2 separate regions of the Mus musculus genome follow, and region 2 is linked to region 1. A link is a contact called in public promoter capture Hi-C data. All regions are on one chromosome and are shown on one strand. The core of a region is the stretch at or near the end of the contact, and the rest is flanking DNA. Distances in the headings are between cores, read along the strand shown.

Region 1 (6,038 bases), core at 795-3,294:
ATTAAAATGTACCTAAGAGGCTGGAAGATAGCTCAGTTGGTAAAGTGTGTTCCTTGAAGCATGGGGACCTGTTTAATAGTCAACCTTCACTTAAAAAAATTCCAGGCCTGGTGGCACATAGCTTTAACCCTAGCACGGGGGGGGTGGGGGGGGGGCGGAGGGTAGAGCCAGGCAGCTCCCAGGGGCTCATTGGCCAGCCTAACTTCTTCAGTGGCTCTAAGCTATTGACAGTCCCTGTCTCAAAGGAAGACAGAGCCTGCCATCCCCTGGCCTCCACACATAGGATAAATACATACACGTTCCTGTTCATACCTGTAGATACAACATGAAAACACAGAAAGCATCTAAAAGCTCAACAATTCTCAGAAAGGGATTGATTCCCTTCACGTTTTTCAGAGGAAATATGCCATCAACCCTTAAACACATGAAATGATATTTGACACTATTATCCTCTAGGCCCTGGAGTCTAGGAAAATGCTAACCAGGGCTCACAAAAGATACCATTGTGCAAATAATAAGATTGCTATAATCAGAAGATAGTACCAGGTACTAGTAATGATGTTGCTAAGGGGAAATGTGAAGTTGTACAGCTCACTTTAATAGTTTCACAGGGCTTCAGAAAGGTAAACATAGGTAATATGACACAGAAACGTGGTTCTTAGCTCTGATACCTAAGGGAATTGAAAACACACACATAGAAAAATGGATATTTGTAAAAGCCAAACACTAGAAACAGCACGAATTCTGACACTATCCAACCACCTTCCTACCTCTTGCTCTTGATTGCCCAGAAGCAGGCTGGGGTGGCTTCCTTTCTTCTGGGTAGCATGGCCTGGTTACTGCTTGCCGTCCTGCTGATGTGCTTCATGCATTAAGAGTTGAGTAGACATAAGCACAGCCCACAGAATCAATTAAGCAGGGCTCAGAGGGGCTCACAGAGACTGAAGAGACAGTCCTGGAGCCTGTGTGGCTCTGAGCTAGGTCCTCGGCATTCATGTTATGGATGTATAGCTTGGTGCTCTTGGGGGACTTCTGGCAGTAGGAGCAGGGGCTGTCTTGGACTCTCTTGCCTGCTCTTGGGACCCCTTTTCTTCTATTGATTTGCTTTGTCCAGACTTGATATGAGGGATTGTGCCTAGTGTTATTGTAACCTGTTATGCCATGTTCAGTTGATATACCAGGGAGGCCTGCTCTTTTCTGAAGGGAAATAGAGGAGGAGTGGATCTGGAGGAGAAGGGGGGTGGGGAGGAAGATTGGGAGGAGTGGAGAGAGGGGAAACTGCAGTTGGAATGCAATGTATGAGAAAAACTAAACAAAAAAACAAAGACTTGAGAAAGAGGGGGCTGGGGGTGACACATGCCTTTAACCCAGCACTCAGGCAAAGACAATGGACCTCTGTGAGTTCCAGGCCAGCCTGGTCTAGGACAGCCAGGACTACATAGAGACCCTGACTCAAAAAACAAAGAAACAAAAATAAATAAATAAATATTATTTTAATAAACAGACAAGTTGAGAAGAAATGACAGGTTGGTGCCCCACACCTCCATTTTAGTTGAAGCCAAGAATCCAGAGTCTCCTGAGGTCTGCATCAGGGTGCAATAGGAAAACTCCAGAATGGGACAGAAGGGAACCTTTAAAGATACGTCTTGTATCAGGTCCTAATTAACGAATTAAGCTAATATGGGTCACAGAGGTCACACACTAAAGTGGAGCAGGATTTAGTATGGTTTGCAGGTTACAAAACAGCGAAGCCTCTTTCTCTCTCTCCACCCCCACCCCCACCCCCACCCCCACCCCGGTGTTTCAAGACAGCTCTGTGTAACTACTCTGAATGACTTGGAACTCTCTTTGTAGACCAGACTGGTCTCGAACTCACAGATACCTGACCTCCTGATTGCTGGGATTAAAGGCGTGTCTTCATGTCTGCGCGTAGTTTTAACCGGTCTAATCACGCCATGGTGTAAGTTTCCAGTCGACTCTGAGAAAAGAAAGGACCAGTGTGGGGCGGGCCGAACAAGAGGAACTACATTTCCCAGAAGGCCACGGGGTAGGGTGGCTGTGGGGTTGGTCCGGCCATTCCAGCCAGCCACGAGTAGCGTCCTAGCTCCGGTCTCCCGTCCGGGACTGGCAGAAGCATGGATGTCGACGGCCGGTGGCGGAACCTGCCCAGCGGGCCCAGCCTAAAGCATTTAACCGACCCCTCGTACGGGATTCCCCCAGAGCAGCAAAAGGCAGCTTTGCAGGACCTGACGCGGGCGCACGTGGACTCCTTCAACTACGCGGCGCTGGAGGGGCTGAGCCACGCGGTGCAGGTGAGTGCCGTGCACTGCGCTCCAGAGCTCTACCCTTGGCCTGGGGGGTCCTGGAGCGTCCCTGCGGTTGGGAGAAGTGGCCGGGGGGTGGGGGGGTGAGGGGTGCCTACAGTATGACCACAAATAGGGACGTGAACTCACCCTGCATTGCTTTGGGTAGTTCAGAGAAAAAAAGCAACTCATAAGCCTAGTGGTGTAGGGAAACTTGTATTTGTGACTCCTGGATTTATATATGAGTACGAGTCTGGTTTGGGGCGAACCATTTCTGGGTACTGTGAGATGAGAGTGAGGAAGTGATCTTTTTGGAACTGTGTTTTCCACCATTCCCAGCACTCGCGCCTTTTCACACCTGGAGTCTTACGTTCTAAAACTACCTCACAAGGTTCCAAGCTGATCAGACAGACTGCAGCAAGCACATCCTTCAGTTTGCTTCCCTTAAAGTTTTCTTTTTGGGGCGGGAGAATGGAGACGGTTCGAGATAAGGTTTCTCTGTGTAGCGTTTGCTGCCCTGGAGCTCCGTGGACCAAGGCTGGCCTCGAACTCAGAGATCTGCCTGCCTCTGCCTCCCGAGCACTGGGATTAACAGTGTGTGCCACCATCGCCCGCTTGCTTGCTTGCTTGCTTTCTTTCTTTCTTTCTTTCTTTCTTTCTTTCTTTTTTTTTTTTTTTTCTTTCGAGACAGGGTTTCTCTGTATAGCCCTGGCTGTCCTGGAACTCACTGTGTAGACCAGGCTGGCCTCGAACTCAGAAATCCGCCTGCCTCTGCCTCCCGAGTGCTGGGATTAAAGGCGTTCGCTGCCCGCTTTCTTTCTCTTTAAGAATTTGCAAGAGGAAAACTTGCCACCTGTTCTGAGTTGGTCATGTTGAGGAAGATAAAAAGTCCAGGGGAATCATTGTAACAGTGGTAGCAGAGTAAGGACGGGGAAGGTCTCTTTTTGTTGGCATCTTTAGTTTTTCCTGGCACGGCACTCTGAGAGTAAGACACCTCTCAGGTGTAATTGCTCCTCACTTTGGATGTTGGTTGTGTAACGGTAGCAGGCACCAGCAAGCAGTCAGTGCCATATTCTTTGAGAACTGCTCTAAGATGTGGCGCTTTCTGAGTCAGGAGTACAAGGGAAATGCTGCGACTAATCCAGGTGTTTAGAAAGCTCTGCATTAGATAAGGCTAAGGGAAGAAGATGGTGCCCTCCCTCAGGAGGCAGGGTAGGTTCAGGGAGAGAAATATGTAGTAGACAGTACCCTGAGCTTTCGTTACCAAACAACTGTATTGTGAGAACAAAGGATGGGGATATGTTGGAGAGCTTTGACTGCCAGACTGAGACTTGACAATATGGAAGCCATTTAGAACTCTTCGAACTGCCAGGCTTCAGTGTGAGGGAATAAAATATACAAAGCTGAGCTTTTAGATGAGAAGAGTTTCCCTATACTTGCCCCTGAAAAGCAGAGAAGGTAGATGCTTAGCTCAGCCTTTTCTGTGTCCGTAGAACCTACTGCAAATCAAATACATAGCGCACCATCCAAAAAGTTAAATAGTTGGCCAAGTTACCAGTTGGTTGTAACTTTAGTTGTCCCTTTTGGATTTGTTGCATTGGTGTGGTAGATGTCAGTGAGTGTAGACCACAAGTGGTGATTTCGGGGAGTCTTAGTGAAAAGTGCGTTGAAAAATGCAAGTGATTTAGCAGCGTGAATTGTCTTTCAGGCCATACCTCCCTTTGAATTTGCTTTCAAAGATGAGCGCATATCTCTTACCATTGTGGATGCTGTCATCAGTCCACCCTCAGTGCCCAAAGGGACCATCTGCAAAGATCTCAACGTTTATCCAGCTGAGTGTCGTGGCCGAAAGAGCACCTACCGAGGGAGGCTGACGGTGAGCATTTAGTGACATAGTGACAGCAGGTGGCTGTCCCTGCACACTTCTGAGACTAGGGCTGGTGCCACTGAAGTGATTGTATCTTCATCTAAAGGGACTGTGTGTCATCCAAAACATGAAGTCACTTCCCTGTGGCCTCTTCCTCCTTGTAACATGCTCTTTTGTGAGGCTGGGGAGATGGCTCAGTGGTTAGGAGCACTGCCTTTTCTTCTAGAGGATCAGGGTTTGGTTCCCAGCACCATATGGTGGTTCACAGCTGCCGGTAACTCCAGTCCCAGCAGATGTAATACCCACTTCTGGCCTCCACTGGTTCAGACACACATCTGGTGCATAGCCATACATGCAGGCAAAGCAGTCAAAATATAAACAAATACAGCTAAAATTTTATTTAAATATTTATTCTTGTAGGTCATGATATCTTTTTTTTCTTTTATTCCCATTTAGGCTGATATCAGCTGGGCCGTGAATGGAGTCCCCAAAGGGATCATTAAACAGTTTCTCGGCTATGTTCCCATCATGGTGAAGTCCAAGCTTTGCAACTTATACAACCTTCCTCCTCGAGTCCTCATTGAGCACCATGAGGAGGCAGAGGTGAGTGCAGGGATCGAGGCTGTGGGGCAGCAGCGAAGGTGAGGAAACAGGAGGCTGGACCACTGGTGTCATCATGTCTGTACTGTGCGTGGCTCTTACCACAGTCTGTTGAAGCCGTGTTGAGCCTGTGCATGTGTGAAACTTAAGTCTGCCGACAAGCTACACTTTCAACTCAAATTCTCTTTTATTGCCTTCCTTCCATCCTTTTTATTTTGGGAGGTGGGATGCGAGGGGTCATGCTGTATAGCCGTGGCTGGCCTGAAACTCACTGTGTGGATCAACTCACAGAGATCCACTTTAATGCACGTCGTCCACCCCACCCTGGGATTAAAGGTGTATACACCCAAGCCTGGCTATGTCATTATTGTGGGTGGCCAAGGGAGGTGGGGAGGGGGGTCAGTTTAGTCACTTGGTATCCTCTGACCACATGTAGAGGTCAGAGGATCAGAGGACAGCACGCCAGGTGTTGGTCAGGGCGTGGACTCAGGTTGTCAGGCTCCACAGCAAATTCCTTTACCTGCGGAGCCATGTTTCTGGTCCTAGGTTTCCGAGTTATCCATAGACATATTTACATGAATACTGAACCACCGAAGCATTGTAGAAGCTGCCTGCAAAGCTCCCTGAGCTGACTGGGTGGTTCCTGTACACTTTCCTCCGTTTTAGCTGCGAAGGTAGCTGTGGGCTATTGAGGTGAAGGAAGGAAGATGCAACAAACTCTGCATATTCCTAAGAAGACTGTCAGGCCTTGGGAAGAAGGTGTGGGTGTCAAATCAGGATGTGACACTCAGCCTCCCTGTTTGCCAGTTGTGGGGCTTTGGAGAATTTAAGTCACCCTAAGCCTCCATTTCTTCTAGTGAAGCAGGCCTACCTATCACTAGTGAGGCAGGCATACCTATCACTAGTGAGGCAGGCCTACCTATCACTAGTGAGGCAGGCATACCTATCACTAGTGAGGCAGGCCTACCTATCACTAGTGAGGCAGGCCTACCTATCACTAGTGAAGCAGGCGTACCTAGAAGAACCATGTGCTTCGTTCACAGAGCTGCAGCGGGGGTGTCTGTTTGATAGCAGACTGTTAGTATATACTCTTTTTTTCTTTATCGTTAAACGTATTTTCCTAAATTTGTCTGGTCCGGATTTGTAGTTAGCAGAGCTCTTGGGTAGTCAACCTCTTCCTTTGTCATTATTTTCTTAGCTTACCCGGGAGCCCATTTGAAAGCAAAAGTGGTTAGTATTTTTATCTTTAGATTTTTGGAGCAAGTTTT
Region 2 (6,132 bases), core at 2,887-5,386, 160 kb after region 1:
CACTGTGATCATTCCCCTTTCCCTTTTCTTAGAGAGCGTCCCTAGGAAACTTTTTTATTTATTTATTTATTTATTTATTTATTATATGTAAGTATACTGTAGCTGTCTTCAGACACTCCAGAAGAGGGAGTCAGATCGCCTTATGGATGGTTGTGAGCCACCACGTGGTTGCTGGGACTTGAACTCAGGACCTTCAGAAGATCAGTCGGGTGCTCTTACACGCTGAGCCATCTCACCAGCCCCCTAGGAAACTTTTTACAACTTAGAAATAAATGCTACATTCACTTTTCAAAGTGTTTCTTTTTCTTCCTGCGACTTCAACTAGCAGGCTGAAAGTTAGAGCCACACAGTTCCTGCTGAGATAGAATAAAGGCCACATTACTGAACCCCCCCTGCTGTTAGGCTACAGGTGTTACTTGCTTAAGCCAGCAGCTTTTAGCACTCAGAATGAGCAAGAAAGTTTTTAGGACTTTTTAGAAATTATCCTCACATTCAGTATAATTAGAGAACTACCGCATCTGGAGACCATCAGTCTTTAAGGCCACACCAGAGTTCTACTTGTTTCAACCCACTCCAGGCCATGAGGCTCTCCTCAGGGCTGGTGGACACTTCCACCCCCCCTCAGCTGTTGACTCTGTTTTGGTGTGATACTGGCTATCATCACGGGAACCTCTTTGTGTCCTTTTGAAGCCTCTTCCAAGATGCAGCTGATGTCATGTCCATCTGTCAGCGAGGGGCTGGAATCCCAGGATCCCTGATCTGTCTGTTGGTGTTCCTGAGCAAACCACAGACCTCCAGTCACCATAGACCTTACCCCATTTTCTGCTGAGGATTTTGGTCCATGCTTTCTAGGCCAACACCCAACACCCATGCCTTGGACATAAACATGCAGGCATGTGGGTATGCATGCAGGTATATGTGTGCACGCTTACGTACATGCAGGACAATATACTGTCTTCTGCAGGGCTGTCTTAAAGAAACACTTTGAAGGACTTGGAGAAATATGTGGAGAAAGATATGAGTGGCCATAGATCACAGATTCTGATTGGCTCATCCCTGTTTCCCAGGTAGCAGGCAGCCAGGCCCCTCCCTGTTCATCTCCCTCAAGGCTTACACAGACCTCTGGCTTTCTTCTATGGAACCTAGGTTGTAGGTGACACCCAGGGCTTGAAAGCCATGAAAGACAAGTTAGCAGACCCCTGGGAGGCCCAGAGCTGGGAGGTTGGGAAATCAGTACCTTGCCTTAGGCAGGCATCCCCATCTTGCTGGGTAAGATGGATGTAGTTGGGAAAGTGCTTTGGGCCAACAAACTACAGCTGTACTGACGTTTGAGTGTGTGCACAGAAGGGAGGGGCCCTGGTTTCCTTTATGGCCCCAGGGGACCCTGAGACACTCAGAGGGGAGGAACAAAGGCCTTTTTACCCCCATCACCCTGCATCTTGGGTTCTAATTTCTTGGTCTTTCAACTCCAATTTTCCTACCATCTTGTGCCCGAGGGCCCAGAATAGGGGATGATGTAGTGAAGGCGGAGGGAGGCTGGATGCCCTCCGGCCTAGCATAGCCATGACCCTAGATCCCTGTCCCTCCCAGGCCATCACAACTTACTTGCTTGCTGTCTCGAGTTTGAGGAGCCAGGGTACAGGGGTGTGTATGTGGAAAGAGCAGGAGGGCTGGCCTCTCCTGGTCCAAGCTTTGTCTGAGGAAGAGGTCTATGAATCGTCATTTCTTGTGGGAAAGCCTCCCTGGAGTCTCTGAGTGGATGGGGCCGGACCACTTACATCCTCCTGTTAAGAGACAGTAATGTATTTGAGGGGGACTTGGGGGCATGGGGTGGGTAAGCTAAGTGACTGGCAGGTCCAGGAGATCAAAGGACAGGGTGGGTGGTGACGGTGGTCCTGTTCCATGTCCTTGGGGCTCTTCACTGTGTGTAGCTCTGGAGGCTTGCCTGAGAGTTCACATGAAGGGACCCCTCCCCCACTCCCCCAATTACCATTGGTCATTTACTGTCTGGCTTGGCTGGGGGTGCTGTGGATAGAAACATCCTGGTTCCTTGGCCCAGGGATGTCTCACTAGACTCTCACTAGGTAGGCAGGCAGCAGCCAGCTCACTTCTTGGACTGTATGCCCATGTATACTTCCACATTTCTGCACCCTGCCCCACAGGTAGAGGCCCACAATTTGGAGGTCCTACTTTGCCCTGATTGTGGTAAACACACAAAAGCCCCTCTTCCTTCCCTTCCCTGCCTGCCTGCCTTCCTTCCTTCCTTCCTTCCTTCCTTCCTTCCTTCCTTCCTTCCTTCCTTCCTCCTTCCCTTCCTCCTTTCCCTCTTTCTTTCTTTCCTCTTTCTTTCAGAAGAGACAGTCCTGAGGCAGGTGGACATAGTAAGGGCAGTTGTTGATGTCCTGTGTTTCATGGATGGGAGGCTCCCTGACCCTAGATTTTACCTTACCTATGGCTGCTGCTGGCTCTACTAGCTTGCCTGTCCCTGGAGACAGGGATCTACTTTTGGGCCTGGTGACCCTTCCTCATCACTGCCACACTAGTCTTACCACATAGACCTCCCCACCCTCCCTGACCAGGGATGGCATGGTTCTCTTGGCTCAGGGCTCTCTCAGCCCCTCCAGGACTCCAGAAAGCTCCATGTGGGTAAATACACTGGTCCCCACCATCCCTGTGCTGTCAATTCCAGAGGTGCCAGCTCCAGCTACTGCCTATGCCATCAACACCCCATGGCTTCCACCCTGGGGCAGAACGGTGAGCCAGTATTCAGTCATTCTTTGTTGAGGTAGACTCATCAGACAAGGTATGTGAGTTTCTCAGAGTTTGTCTCGTGTGTGTGTGTGTGTGTGTGTGTGTGTGTGTGTGTGTGTGTGTGTGTGTAGGCATTCTTTATACTAGAGACCTCAAATTTGGGAATATTGCCAAACTTAAGAAGTAGCAGGACTGGAGGACTTGCTTGGGAGTTCCCGAGCTGTCCCAGGAGCTGAGCATCTGGGAGAAAGAGAAGGATGAGCCAGGAGGGTTGCCATGTTTCTGTCTTCTGGAAGGGAATCTCAGCTACTATGTGACATATGGAGATCTGTTTTTTCTACACAAGGAGGCAGAGATGTAAAAAGTTAAGAAGTTTGTCCAAAATCACACAGGTGATAGGGATCAAGCTGGGACTAAGGTCCCCATTTTCTAACTTGAGGTCCTCAAGTGATTCCCATAGTGGGCTTCCTCTCCCACCCTCCCCACCTGCCCTGAGAAATTAGTGTGTGGAAGGCACACTTTCTCATCCATGAGAGAGCGGAACTTGTTTGCTTTGAGCTCAAACAACCTCAGGTGTGCTGTTAGCTCTGTTGGGTCTGAGTCATTGACTCGTGACTTATGGAAGGTTGGCCACCTGACTCTCTGGCTGCCTCTGTCACACACAGCCCATGTGTATCCTCTTTGTTCTGGGTTTAGTCTTAATCTGACCTAAGGGAGTGGCTGGGGTTCAGAGTCCTCTGGTTGGGGGCTGACAGACAAAAGTGGCCAGGGACAGTGGGGAACCCAATGTTACTCACCACTGCTGTCTCCTGACCCTGTTCTCCAGAGTAGTCTAAGCATCCGGAGAAGCTACACACACACCTGGCACATCTGTACAAGAGTGTGAACTTTCCTGGGGGGAATCAGGATGAGGAGTGAGGACTGGGGCCCTGGCACACAGAAAGCAAGAGGGTTTGATTTGGACCAGACTCCCCTAGAGACCCCACTGAAGCCTCTTGGGGGGTCACCCTCACGCTAGGCTTCCCCAAAGCCTTTCCTCCCCTCCTACTGGGCACAGACACAGGCGCACACACAGCCCATGGGTGTCCCGTCCCTCCCCTCCTCCTCTGGCTCCCACTCCCCATGTGCTGTATCCCCTAATGTTCTGTGTCGCCTTCCCATATGGGTCTGAGGAAGGTTCATGGTGCTATCTTTGGAAGAGGGACATTGGAGCTGTTATGGGCTACAAGCCATCAACTCCACTAAAAAAGAGATGTTAAGTGCTATGTGGCAGGTGAGGAGGGGTAAACCAGAGAGGAGACGAGCGAGACTTCCCTAGCCTGTCTAGATCTAATTTGTCTCCATTTGTGCCCAACCATTTGATTTTCCCCAGCTTTGTCTAAGTGCCTCCTGACCTTGTCCTACAGTGCCCTCTGCTGGCTATTCTACTAAATGACAGTAACATGCTTTAGTGGAAGGATTGCCATCAATTCTGTTTCTGGGACTTGGCCTCTCTCTGGCACCTCAGTCCTCACCATGAACACTCTCCAGACATGCCATGCCTGACTGCTGGACTGGGCCTCATGCAGCTGTCATGGATGTCTGGGGTCAACGGAGAAGAAGCCTGAGAAGATGGGATTCTGGGTCAGTGACCTGATGGGTCTTGGGGAAAAAGAAAAGAAAACATTCCCTGTGGCATACTGAACAGAAAACCTGGGAGATTCCCACAGACCATTGAGGTTGAGAGTTACAGAGAAATATGGCAATCTTAGGCTCAGCTGGATCTGGGCAGAGACTTATAAAGCTTAAGGCGACTAGCATGTAGCCATCTGAGTGGTCCTTTGGCCTGGTCATGTCGGCTGGCAGGATCTCAGATTTTTACAGGTGAGGAGGTTGAAGTCTAGAGACAGGAAAACTGTCTGGAGCCAGCTCTCCAGTTTGAAAACAGGACTGGGAGGAGTCCAGGGCAGCGACTGTAGGGCTGGGCGCATGGGCCTAGTCCTCGCCTAGTCCTCTGCTGTGTTCAGCCATGGCTGCGCTGATCACTCTTTTGAGCCAGTCAGGTCACACCGAGGGAAGGCAGGAGCAGAGCCTGGGCAAAGTGGAGAGGTATACTATCTCTAAAGTTCCATACACGAGCTTGTCTAGCATGCATGAGGTCCTGGGTACTAGCCCAGCACTGAAAATAAAAACTATAGGATGTGCCCTGGTTATGAGGGACATCCTAGGATCCTATCACAGAGTGCTGAGGCAGGAGAATGGCAAGTTCTAAGCTAGCCTGGGCTACATAATGAAGATCCTGTTTCAAAGAAAATACCCCAAAGAAACAAAACAACCCATCAACCAGTCAACCAACCCCAAATACCCAAACTACTCGTATGCATCCTGTGGTTTTAAAAGAGGCAGCTTCTTTCCCGCAGGTGGATATGAGCCTCAGTCCCCAGAGGGTTTGGACACTGGCAGGACTGCCTGGCTTTTCCCCATCAAGGGGTCACCCTCAGGGAGCATGCTCAGGGGCACAGGAGGACCTGTTTTTGGATCAGACTTCTCTAGTGACCCCCATTGAAGCCTCTTGGGGGGGTCACACTCACCCTGCACCTCCCTTAGGCCTTCCCTCCTAACCCACAGACTCAGAAGCCTGTCCTCCCATGCAGGTGCACACACAGCCCATGGGTGTGCCCTCTCCATCCTTCCCCCTCTGGCTTCCAACTCCTCCTGCGCTGGGCAGGAATCTGTATTCATCATGTTTCACTCTGGCCAGAGGGTAGTCCAGGAGCTGGACCTGTGCTACATCATCAGGGGCAGCCTTCCACTGTGGCTTCCTCCAGACCCTCTTCTCCAGCCAGCTGGTGCACTCTGCAGACCTCCAAACCACCACCTACCTCACCTTCCTCACTTCGCACTCAGCTCGCTATTTCGAGCAGTCCCTGAGCTGGTAGCGAGTCTCTGCCTCGTCTCTCTAAGCAGCTCTGACTCTCTACCCAAGCGGGACTCACTGGTACTCTACCCGCTCAGGACTTTGCAAGGTCCTCAGGCCCATTAACCGACTTCTGGACACCGTGGGGTCGAAATCTTCCAGATGCTTGCTCCCGACTCTTAAAAGCAAACACAAGAACAAAAAGCAGGAGTTAGGACTGTGTAGAAAAGGTGCTACCATGGATGACACTCCTCCTCATGTCCTACCTTACCCTCTGCTTTAGAGTGCGATCCTGCTGTCTGGAAGCAATGCCTATAGTAAGGGAGGGAGCACAGCCCTCGCTTATCAAGCATCCAGTGGCTTCTGGGGACCGGGCAGGAGATGATTTGTAAGAGGCTGTGGCTGGTTTTCCTCTGGGAGACCCTAGGATACTTCTGGGTTAAGCCCAGGGAGGCAGGATGGTTGTGACCACACAGGGAAGGGTC

What was found. Promoter capture Hi-C pulls out the DNA fragments that hold promoters and counts their contacts.
Region 2: a promoter capture Hi-C map of hippocampal neurons shows a contact between it and region 1, with 3 times the contacts expected there. The contact joins the enhancer-like site here to the promoter of Polr1b in region 1. A contact is called at or near these places in 6 of 39 promoter capture datasets (the SN4741 cell line, hippocampal neurons, liver and 2 more), 6 of 15 datasets of contacts at CTCF or cohesin (the NIH/3T3 cell line, embryonic stem cells, large pre-B cells and 2 more), 41 of 484 Hi-C or Micro-C datasets (B cells, CD8 T cells, DN3 thymocytes and 22 more), 19 of 115 datasets of contacts at active chromatin or transcription factors (the SCID.adh cell line, Th17 cells, bone marrow-derived macrophages and 8 more) and 5 of 9 other capture datasets (adipose tissue, embryonic stem cells, liver and 2 more).

What each region holds. Positions count from the first base shown.
Region 1 is chr2:129,098,952-129,104,989 of GRCm38.p6, forward strand. It overlaps Polr1b (polymerase (RNA) I polypeptide B), which reads left to right and starts at 2,045. Exons shown (of 15, transcript NM_009086.2): 1 at 2,045-2,312; 2 at 4,012-4,179; 3 at 4,627-4,773. The coding sequence starts at 2,136. It overlaps Gm46764 (predicted gene, 46764), which reads right to left and starts at 1,992. Exons shown (of 3, transcript NR_168333.1): 1 at 1,883-1,992.
Region 2 is chr2:129,254,820-129,260,951 of GRCm38.p6, forward strand. No RefSeq gene overlaps it. Among named protein-coding and RNA genes, the nearest start is that of A730036I17Rik, 39 kb to the left of the region's middle. Within about 2 kb of position 4,137, at least 63 of the 459 cell types and tissues checked have an H3K27ac peak or open chromatin away from gene starts, as enhancers often do. A contact at or near this core is called in CD8 T cells, the SCID.adh cell line, bone marrow-derived macrophages and 4 more, where this site is marked.